Linked DNA regions of Gossypium hirsutum: region 1 is linked to region 2. A link is a contact called in public Hi-C data. All regions are on one chromosome and are shown on one strand. The core of a region is the stretch at or near the end of the contact, and the rest is flanking DNA. Distances in the headings are between cores, read along the strand shown.

Evidence for each region. Hi-C and Micro-C count contacts between places; a contact is called where the count stands out from the background.
Region 1: a Hi-C map of leaf shows a contact between it and region 2, with 2.1 times the contacts expected there. The contact joins the promoter of LOC107891333 here to the promoter of LOC107889981 in region 2. A contact is called at or near these places in 3 of 34 Hi-C or Micro-C datasets (leaf and seedling).

Annotation. Positions count from the first base shown.
Region 1 is chrA11:83,833,386-83,838,930 of Gossypium_hirsutum_v2.1, reverse strand. LOC107891333 (small RNA degrading nuclease 3) reads right to left here and starts at 2,489. Exons shown (of 13, transcript XM_016816090.2): 1 at 2,219-2,489; 2 at 1,908-2,090; 3 at 1,713-1,802; 4 at 1,548-1,616; 5 at 1,317-1,457; 6 at 965-1,081; 7 at 816-885; 8 at 572-672; 9 at 1-85. The coding sequence starts at 2,251.
Region 2 is chrA11:83,611,380-83,616,650 of Gossypium_hirsutum_v2.1, reverse strand. It overlaps LOC107889981 (T-complex protein 1 subunit eta), which reads left to right and starts at 1,401. Exons shown (of 14, transcript XM_016814514.2): 1 at 1,401-1,656; 2 at 1,781-2,041; 3 at 2,267-2,392; 4 at 2,488-2,691; 5 at 3,820-3,989; 6 at 4,070-4,205; 7 at 4,663-4,779; 8 at 4,908-5,027; 9 at 5,107-5,205. The coding sequence starts at 1,642.

The sequences.
Region 1 (5,545 bases), core at 1,240-3,739, 220 kb before region 2:
CAAGAACTAGTTTCATTGCAGCACATGCATCATCTAGACAATTATGAGCAGCACCAGGCTTTCGAACTTCATATCCCAGTACGGACTGTAAAACAATGCACAGAACAGTTAAAATTTAAAACAAGCATCTAAAACTACCAATAGACTATTGCCTTCTATAGCACCATGCAAGGTAGTCACAAAGAGCAAAGCAGTTCTAGTGCTGGTTACCCAGACGCTTGGTGAGTGTTGCTACTGGTACACTCAATTCATTCTAAGTTTGTACATATATTTGGAGGATTATACCTCCATACTCATCCAAATAAGTGTCGAATTAGGTGTCAGATAGAGGTACTTTATGGAAAATAAAGAGTGAGGGTAACATAGTTTGTGGTCAAGTAATCAGCAATGTGAAAGGATAAAAGTCATTCATAGAACACTCTAAACAGCATACATGCATAAGGAAAACGATGTAGTACTCAATCTGATGGGTGAAATACATGCAGAAACAAGATGGGTAGTACTTCAGGTTCTTTTCATAAAACATAACAATACATAAATAAATAAATAAAAGACACTATCTAATACTTACCTTGCACAAGTTATTCAAAGATGGTTTTCTATAGATAGGTGCATCCAAATATTTGAAGATATAGGATGTGTCAATCACTCTTGCATGGTATATCTTTAACACTGTATCCAAAATATAATAACAATTCAATGTTAAGAAAGCAAATGATAGCTCAAACCACCATATGGAAAAAGTAACCAAGTCTTATAGGCAGTTGATTCTACCATAAAATGAAATTATAACTTTTAGCCATTATGCAACGTACCTTGCAAATCATTGTGCAAACCATGTCCCACTAAAATAGTTCCATTAGATAACAGCTTCTTCAGGGATTTCTGTGAGAAATTTTCCATTGCTCAGATAAACAACATTGAAGGAGATCCAAGAAACAATAAGATTAGAGCCATTGCATACCTGTATGTCAGCTACTGAACAAGTAACACCATCCAAGTCCCCTGCAGCTACTCCAGTAATCTCAGTCCGATAATCAGCCACTGCTTTGTTCGGTTTTATAAGTTCATTGATTTTGACCTGAAAAAAAAGAGTTCCTTTTTACCTAGCACAAGATAGATAACGATAATTAACAATTAATTGCCCTTGAACTCAACTAACGTGAGGGTAAAATTACCAAATTAGAAACATTTAGGAGAACCCACAGCAAGTTTTGCATTCATATGAGGTGGTATTTTGGAAACTAGTTAATATTAAGATGCTGTAGAGTCATAGGTCCTTTTTCTTAACTCTATTACAAAAATTCACTTGATACCTGTAAATCACGATCTACAGCACAAACTCTCACTAATGCTTCAGTTCCATCATCACAGAGAACCATTTCACAATCAACAGCAATCATCGCATTGGACTTCAGCGCCCGGGATTTTTTAGGGGGCTTGATAACAATCCATCCCTGCATATATAACTAATAAGGATTCAGGAGGATGGATAGAAGCATAAATGAGATGAAAGTAAAAATCTAAAAGAGATAGGATCGACGAACCTCATCAACTACAGGGAATGCATAATCAACCAGATATTGTGGGTGTTCCAGAGTTAAACGAACAAGACTCTACACTGCCACCAGAACCAGTTAACAAGACCAATCACAAAATGGTACTACGGAGCTACTTGCGATATGTATTGCCTCAGAAAAATGCTAGTATACCTGCTCAGGGGTTTCATTGTCCCGAGATTGTTTGCTAAATTGTTCAACTCTGTTCCTATTTAAATGAATTTGCAAAACTCTAGAGAAAAGCTGCAAACAAGCGATAGAAACAAACAAACATAACAGTCACATCCTCGAACCCAGATTATTAAACAAGATACTGTTATTGAAAACAAAGAGCGATCATGAATATACTTCCAAATCATCATCTTTAGTAAATGTCTTAAGAAACGATACTAAGACATCATTGGACCGCTTCGAAGGATCACTCAAAGAAGCACCAAACTTTTTGTCATAAGTTTTCAAAAACTCCTTCCATCCTCCTTGTGTTCCTTCCAGTCCTCGCTTTTGAACTAACTTCACGATTTCAACAAGAACCTGTACATTTTCAGCATAAAGCATTAGACTTTAAAGGAATGAAAACTGAATTTAGTGAACATGTAACATTCTATTTTAAAAAATAAGTACTTTGGAAATTAACATATAAATATATCAAAGTGCCTTACCTTTTTCTCGGAAGTTTCAAGCTTCCTGTCCATTAGGAATTCAAGGGGAGAGATTGAAGGAGGCGCAAGCTATCAGCTATTGGGGTTAGGGTTTCTGGATTCTTCAGTCAAACCGAGATGGACGAAATTGAACAATAAAGAAGGAACAAGTTAGACGGTTAAATATCAAATATGGTCCCTAAATTCAATCTCTTTGCGCAATCTACTACAACCTAGCAATAATCCTGCGACCACCACCGCCAAAATCTGGAACGACAGTCAAAAGCTGTTTCTTTAGGGTTAGAAACTGCTAAACGATTAGTTTAACTTTATTTGTTTTCTTTTAACCTTTTTAATTGAGACTAATTTTTTTATTTTTTTTGGGTAAATTTCATAATAGTCACCCAGCAATTTTTTTTCTCTTTTGTCGCTCAACTTTAGAAAATTATAAAATGGTCATTTAATTATTAGTAAATTTTTTTAATCACCCAACTATGAAATGTTATAAAATGGTCTCACACAACTATTCAATTTTGTCTTTTTTGGACACCCAACTATCTTGAATATTTGGGTGTTTTCATTTTTACATTAACTAGCCGATGATAGAATTGAATAGTTAGGTAATCATTACGTAACATTTCACTTTTTTTAATTAAATGAAAAAAAAATTACAAATAATTGGGTGACCATCTTAATATGGGCTGAACTTACCATTTAGCTCAAATTTTTTTGGCTTAAATACTTATTTGACCCTTGAATTTAACAACTTCTTCCGAATCTAATATTTATACTTTTTTCAACTTGATACTTAAATATTTTTACATTCATTATTTCAATGTCTTTTTGTAATATAGTTAAGTTTGGGATATGTGGTACTATGAATTTGAGACATATAGCACTAATAATGTTTACAAATTGTCAAAAGATTCGATTCATTAGAATTCAATCCAAGACTAGAAACTATTAGTAAAAATAGAATTTTCGGGATAGAAAGATGCAAAACTCTATATTTCTATTCTACTTTTTCTCTATTTAAATTATATATACATATGCAATAGAGAAATATAAAATTCGTTTTATTTGTTTCTCCAAATTTGAATTTCATTTCATGGAAGGAAAATTTCGTTTTTTATCTTGTTGCTAGAGGTTTACTCATTAGTAATATCGGATAATAATTATAACACCCCTTACCCGTATTCGACGCCAGAACAGGGTACAAGGCGTTACTGAACATAAACTCACACAATCATACAAAACCGAGCCATAAAATTTTTCCCAAATTTAAAACTTTTCAAGCCATAAAATTTTTCCCAAATTTAAAACTTTTCATTCACATGCATATCGTCCCTTATATGGCCGTCGAGGCCCAAAATATATATTGGGTGTGGTTCGGGACTAAACTGAGAACTCTCGGAACTTATACAATACTAAATTTTTTTCCTATTTTGGAGGGTCACACGCCCGTGTGGGTAGGCCGTGTGGTCTCATACGCCTGTGTGGCTTGGGACACGCCCATGTCCTCAGCCCGTGTAACTCTCTGTTTATGACTTCATCAACTAAATTGAGGTCGCACTAAATTGAGGTCGCACGGTCAAGTTGTAACAGCCCGATTTAAACCCTAATCGGAACAATGGTTTCAGGACCACGAATCCGACCGAAAAAAATATTTTAAAATTATTTTCTGTGTTTATTTTTTGTGAATTTATGTCTGTGAATTTTTCGTGATTTAATTTTGTCATTTGAGTGCCCGATTAAATAAAAGGACTTAATAGCGTAAAATGAAAATTAGGTGGTTATTTCTAAAAGAGGCTGAATTGCACTTGGCTTTTTAAATGGAAGCCTTTATGTTGCAATTAGCCCAATATTAAGTGAAGTGGACGTTAATGGGTATGTTATATATGATTTTATAATTTTTATAACCTTATAATTTTATAACTAAGGTTATAATAGTAAAATAAGTAATAATAAGTATATAATAAAACATATAATAAGAAACAATGTTCATATTATTATTTCCATGACCGAAACATTAAAACAAAAGAAAAGAGAAAAGAAACCAGGGTTCAGCTCTTTCAAGCTTGATTCAAGGTACGTTCTAGCTTGGTTTTTGATAATTTTTACGTTTTTGAAATCGTTGCTTCGAGTACTACAAAACTCAAGCTTTAATTTTTTATTTTGATGAATATTTTGAGTTATGCCATTGTTGATAGCTTGTGATTTTTTTTGTTTGATGATGAACTATGAAAGGTATGTTTTAGATTAAAATATTTTGTATTGGAGTTTTTGATGATTTTAAGTAATTAGGACTAAATTGAAAAAATAATAATTTGAGGGACTAAAATGTGAAACAAATGAAATATTTGGGTTGTATGAACACTAGGAATATTCGGCCAAACATGGGTACCTAGAAATTTTGGATATTTTGTGTTTTGTACAATAGGGACTAAATTGTAAAAAGTGTAAATATCAGGGGTAAAATGGTAATTTACCCATTTATGTGTTTTTGGACTAAATTGAATGAAAATATGTTTGAATGATCTTAATTTGAATATGTTTAGATCAAGAACCAAAGAAATCAGAATTGGATCGAGGGAAAACGAAAGTTGTCGACTAGCTGCCCTGTTCCGTTTTGTATAGTTCGAGGTAAGTTTATAAGTAAATAGACGTGTTTAATTGTAGTTTAATATTAAATATTTATGTTGGAACGAAATGTATGAAATTATATACACTATGGCCGAATATGAATAAGCTTAGTTACTACATTTTGAGTTCGTTTCGACTGAGTTACGATGTCCTAAAGCCCCGTATGAACCTTAGGAATAGTTAGGATACATATGTCATGACATAGGATCTCGATATATTTGTGCGAGTAAGACCATGGCATCGATATGTGATTCCGATATATGTGTATGAGTAAGACCCTGTCTGAGACAGTGGCATCGATATGTGATTACATGTAAGACCACGTCTGGGACGTTGGCATTGTATGATACATGTGTGATTATTCAAGTGTCCTACCCAATTCCAAATGGTTCATCGGGCATCGATAAGTGGGGAACAAATATGTAAAATTAGCTAAGTGATCAGGTATGTATTACTTTAGTATTTATTTGTAACAAGGTAAGTGAGTGTTATGATATTAGTTACAAGCATATGTGACATGAATGAAAAGTATATCTATAAATATGTCATGTGTATTCGGCCTTATGGGCAAGAAGCATGATCCTTGTTGGTGTGATTTTATTTTCGCATATATATATAATGATCTTGCATATTCGGTTACTTAGTTAATGTGTGTATATAAATTTTATCTTGATTTAAAAGCTTATTTATACAAAGGTATGTATA
Region 2 (5,271 bases), core at 152-2,651:
CATTACAATTTAGTCCTAAGTTTCAAGTAATGCAATTGGATTCCAAAAAGGTTATAAAATGTATTGAAAACATACATACCTAAGATTTAGATGTATAATTTCATAAATTCAAAGATAATTTTGTAATATAGTTATTTCCAATATTTTTTCACTCTTTCAATTTGGTCCCTAAAACACTTGTTTTTAAAATTAACGGAGAATTGTCAATTGGATTTAATTGATTCTTTCAACAATGTTTCTAAAAAGATTCTAGAACTAAAATGTATTTCTAAGATTGTTGTTATATGTGTGTTCAAATACTAGATGTGAAATAATGATTTTGCCCTCACTACAATTTGAATGATTTATGTTAGTTAAAGCATGTAACTAAGTTTGTTTGTTTATTCATGATTATGTATGACCTAATTGCATGTTTATGACTTCCGTTATCGATCAGATAAGTAGGAAAAAATTATTTATGCGTGTAAATATTGTGATGTGTTTTGAGTCACCTCAGTGACTAATGTGACGTTTTAGATTCAGGTTAGATTGTCCCACCGGATTTGGGGCGCCACAATCTCTCGAAAAAAATCAAAGCAATTTAATCTCTGTCAATTTAGAAAGTGAGCAATTAAAGATAATTAATCATGACGTTAATTTTTTCCATCAATTGTACATGATTTTAAATGGTGTAATAACAAAATTAACCATCAACGTTTATACATTTCATCAATTTGGTCCTAATTTAACAATTTTATCCCGCAACATTTGTATAAATCTGTGAATGTTGAGGCTAAATTTATTGTATTTTTAGAATTAAGTTCAAAATTCTAAATTTGTTATTATACGAAACAAATTTATGTACAATTGATGGAAGACATTTTCGACGTGATTAATTGTCCATACTTGCTCATTTCTGAAACTGACAAGGATTAAATTACTCCAAAATTTTTTGAGAGGGACTAATTTGATTAATTTTAAAATTGAGAGGGACTAGAAAAGTCTTTTTACCTAAAACAGGAAGGAACTATTTTACTCTCATCTAACATACAAAAATCAGTTTATCTTTTTTTAATAAATGGTCTAAAAATATAAATTAAGATATAAATATAAGGCTTGATTTTGTGGTATTCTTTTACCGAAAGAGAGTCATTTGGAATTTTTGGGAAGAAGAAAGAAATGAGAAGAAGGACAAAAAGAAAAAAAGAAAAAAAGAAAAAGAAAAAAGAAGGAAATAATGTAATAAGGAAAGGAAAATGAAAGAATTTTAAGAACTTTTTAATTGCATATGACATGTGAAGTTATAATTGATTCGAAATTTTTTTTCACGCATGTTAACTTTTTGAAGTTAATTGAGTAACCTAATATAATTTAGGTAAAAATGTATAATTTATATTTCAAGTCGTGGACTAAACCAAAATGGAAAGATATCCACTCATTCAAAAGAATTGAAAGGGTAGTTCTAGTAATTTCATAAATTCCAGGCCCAATGTGGAGTCCAATTTGAAATTAATTTCATTTCAGCCCTCCCATTCTCAAACTTACAACATAAACCCCTAGAATACCGAAGAAATACTTGCGAACAAAACCAGAACATTCTCCCTCACTCTCACGCTTTGCTCATTTCTTCCCCTAAAACCAGCAAGCAAAACCCTAGCAACAATGGCAGCCATGCTGGTAACTTTACACTCCTTCTCCCTCATTTCATACGTGCTTTTTGTTAGTATCTTGCATCTTCTTCTTTTTTTTTTTTGTGAACTGCTACTAATCTGTTTCTCTTTTTGTTTTCCCCTGTTCTCAGCAACCGCAAATCATTCTTTTAAAAGAAGGGACCGATACGTCCCAGGGCAAGGCGCAGCTAGTGAGCAACATAAACTCTTGCACCGCCGTCGCTGACGTGGTTAGAACAACCTTGGGTCCCAGGGGTATGGACAAGCTCATTCACGACGACAAGGGGAACGTCACCATTTCCAACGACGGGGCTACCATCATGAAGCTTCTCGATATTTTCCATCCCGCCGCAAAGATCCTCGTCGATATCGCCAAGTCTCAGGACTCCGAGGTCACCTTCTCCCTCCTTTCTATTTCTGGTTCCGGAACTTTTCTCAAATTTCAGTTAAAGTATGGTTTAATAGTTCCACGTTTTCCATTACCGAACAAAGATTTTAATTTTTTAGTCTGTTCGACGTAACTAATCTCGTAAATGAAATTGACGTTATCAAGATCCAGTATTTATTCATTGCATTTAGATGATTTAGAGAGCTTCTTTTTGGTGTGAGGTTTGCAGGTTGGTGATGGAACTACAACTGTTGTACTACTAGCAGGAGAGTTTTTAAAAGAGGCTAAGCCTTTTGTTGAGGATGGAGTCCACCCTCAAAATCTAATTCGGAGCTATCGAACTGCTTGCTATTTGGTGAGTTTGTGTGTTTTCCCCCTCCTATCATGGTTTAGATGTTGCTATGATCTTTATGCTTCTATTTTATGCTGCATGTTGTATTCAATGGACAGGCTATTGAGAAGATCAAAGAACTAGCTGTTAGCATAGAGGGCAAAAGTCTAGAAGAGAAGAAAAGCTTATTAGCTAAATGTGCTGCAACAACTCTCTCTTCAAAACTCATTGGCGGGGAAAAGGATTTCTTTGCATCAATGGTTGTGGATGCTGTTATCGCTATTGGCAATGATGATAGGTTGAATATGATTGGAATTAAGAAGGTAGACTCCTATTTTTGATGCCCCATTTTCAACCTTTTTAACCTATTCCTTTTTCTGATATTTGTACTGGATCTTCCAGAGAGTTCCCTATCCCATAAGTTAGACTATTGTTTTTTATGTTTAGTTTTCAACCTTTTTAGCCTTTTCCCCCCTTTTCTGATATTTATGCTTTCATCTTTGAGGAAGGATCATATATTTTCTGATATCTGCAAAATGATACACTTTCAATCCAGTGCATGTTATATTGAACTATGTTACTGTTCTAGCTGAGTGTAGCACTAGACTGTTCTTTACACGTAGATTCTCATCCATTGATTTTTTACTATCATGTTAATCTAAGTTTTGCAGTGGTATCTTTAGGAAATGAGGCGGCATCAATTTTAGCCTATTCTTTTGGAGAACCTTGTATAAGGTCCAAAATCCGGGGAAGTTAACTTTTGGAGAAAAAAAAGTTAAAATTTGTGATAGCTTTTAGAACTGCACATTGGAAGGTAGCCTTCATATCAAAGGATAAGAAGGCTAGCTTGTAAAAATCCATATTACAATTAGGACACCATTTTATTTTAATGGGTTAATGTAACTTTTAGTCTGTGAACCTGGCAATTGGGTCCACTTTGGTACTGAACTTGGCAACTAGGTCCATTTTGGTCCTTGCACTTGGCAAATGTAAAAGTTTGATGATCATAGTGCCACATCATCAAACTTTTACATTTGCCAAGAGCAAGTACCAAAGTGGACCAAAAAAGATTGTACTAGTACCAAAGTGGACTTAATTACCAAGTTCAGGAACTAGAAGTTATATTAATCTATTTTGATTATGGCTAAAGTTATTGGGCTAGCTGATTCCCTATTTGTTTCAATTTTGGAAGTTAATTTTGGGTATTCAATAATACTATAGTATATTCATAGGTGGGGCCAGCAGCAGAGTATCTGGTCCATGAATTTATTTAGCTAATGTCAAATTATGAATCCAATGTGGGGGGTAAGAGTCTGGCATTGCCTCTAAAATGAAATTCCTTCGGACAATGATGCTAATAAAATTCCTGTCTAAATTTTTCTGTTTGCTTCTTGCATTAAATATAGTTGTGTTGAATAACAAATTGAGTAGTGTTTTTGTTCTTTTTACAGGTTCCAGGTGGCAATATGCGGGACTCCTTTTTGGTCAATGGTGTTGCCTTTAAAAAGACATTTTCATATGCGGGTTTTGAGCAGCAACCAAAAAAGTTTCTGAATCCCAAGATACTTCTGTTGAACATTGAGTTGGAACTGAAATCTGAGAAGGAAAATGCTGAGATAAGGTAGGGAATATTTCTGTCTTTGATTTGAATTACTTTGTTAATAAGTGGCGATTGACTCTACCTTGTTTTATATGCTACAGACTTTCGGATCCATCACAATATCAATCAATTGTTGATGCAGAATGGAATATCATTTATGACAAGTTGGATAAATGTGTGAAAAGTGGTGCCAAAGTTGTTCTTTCACGGTTGGCTATTGGGGATCTGGCAACACAGGTCTGAGATTTTGCCTTAAATGTAAATGTTACATTTTTCTTTCTGTCTGTCTCTTTTACTATTGATAACTAACTTATCTGTACTTCTATGGTTAATTCGTGACTAGCTTGAGTTAATATATGGTTATGGTTGTCAAATCCCCCCCCCCAAAAAAAAAAAAACAAAAGAGACTGAGACAAATGCCCGTTTTTCTCTTCTTACTTCATTACTTTTATGAGTGTTTGTGGTGGGTTTGTCAAGAAAATGTCTATGTTGATATTTGATACTTTATAATTCGTATATGACCACTTAGTTACTTCTGCTATGTTATTTCATTGATAGTTTTGCCGAGAAAGTGATGCATTTAGTAAATCATGTTTTGTTGCTCTCTCTCTCTCTCTCTCTCTCATATGTATACATACATACACCTATATATATATATCAAGTTTTATTGATATGAATCTCTGTGTGTTGACAGTATTTTGCAGATAGAGATATTTTCTGTGCTGGTCGTGTAGCTGAGGAAGACCTTCAGCGGGTTGCTGCTGCAACTGGTGGAACTGTACAGACATCAGTTAACAACATAATTGATGAGGTTGCTATGCACTTTATATTTGTTTTTGTTTGGAATGCAGCCATCCTTTTCAGTTTCCTGCTCACTGTCAAAAACTGTTCAATTTCCTTCTTTTGAACTTCTTGAATTTAAATCTCTTTGTTTTGAAGGTTCTAGGGACATGTGAAGTTTTTGAGGAAAAGCAAGTTGGAAATGAGAGGTTTAATATATTCAGCGGTTGCCCATCAGGACGGACAGCCACTATAGTTCTTCGTGGTGGAGCTGATCAGGTTTTCCATATCTTGATGAGTTCTTTTTCTTAACGTTTATCACTTCTCATTCTGATGCTAGAGACTGAATTATTTTCAGTTCATTGAAGAAGCTGAGAGGAGCTTGCATGATGCAATTATGATTGTTAGAAGAGCTCTGAAGAACTCTACAGTAGTTGCTGGAGGTGGTGCAATAGATGTATGTATTTATAACAACTACCGAAACTTGTAATCATTTTTAAGATAATTTTGGATCTTGATATTT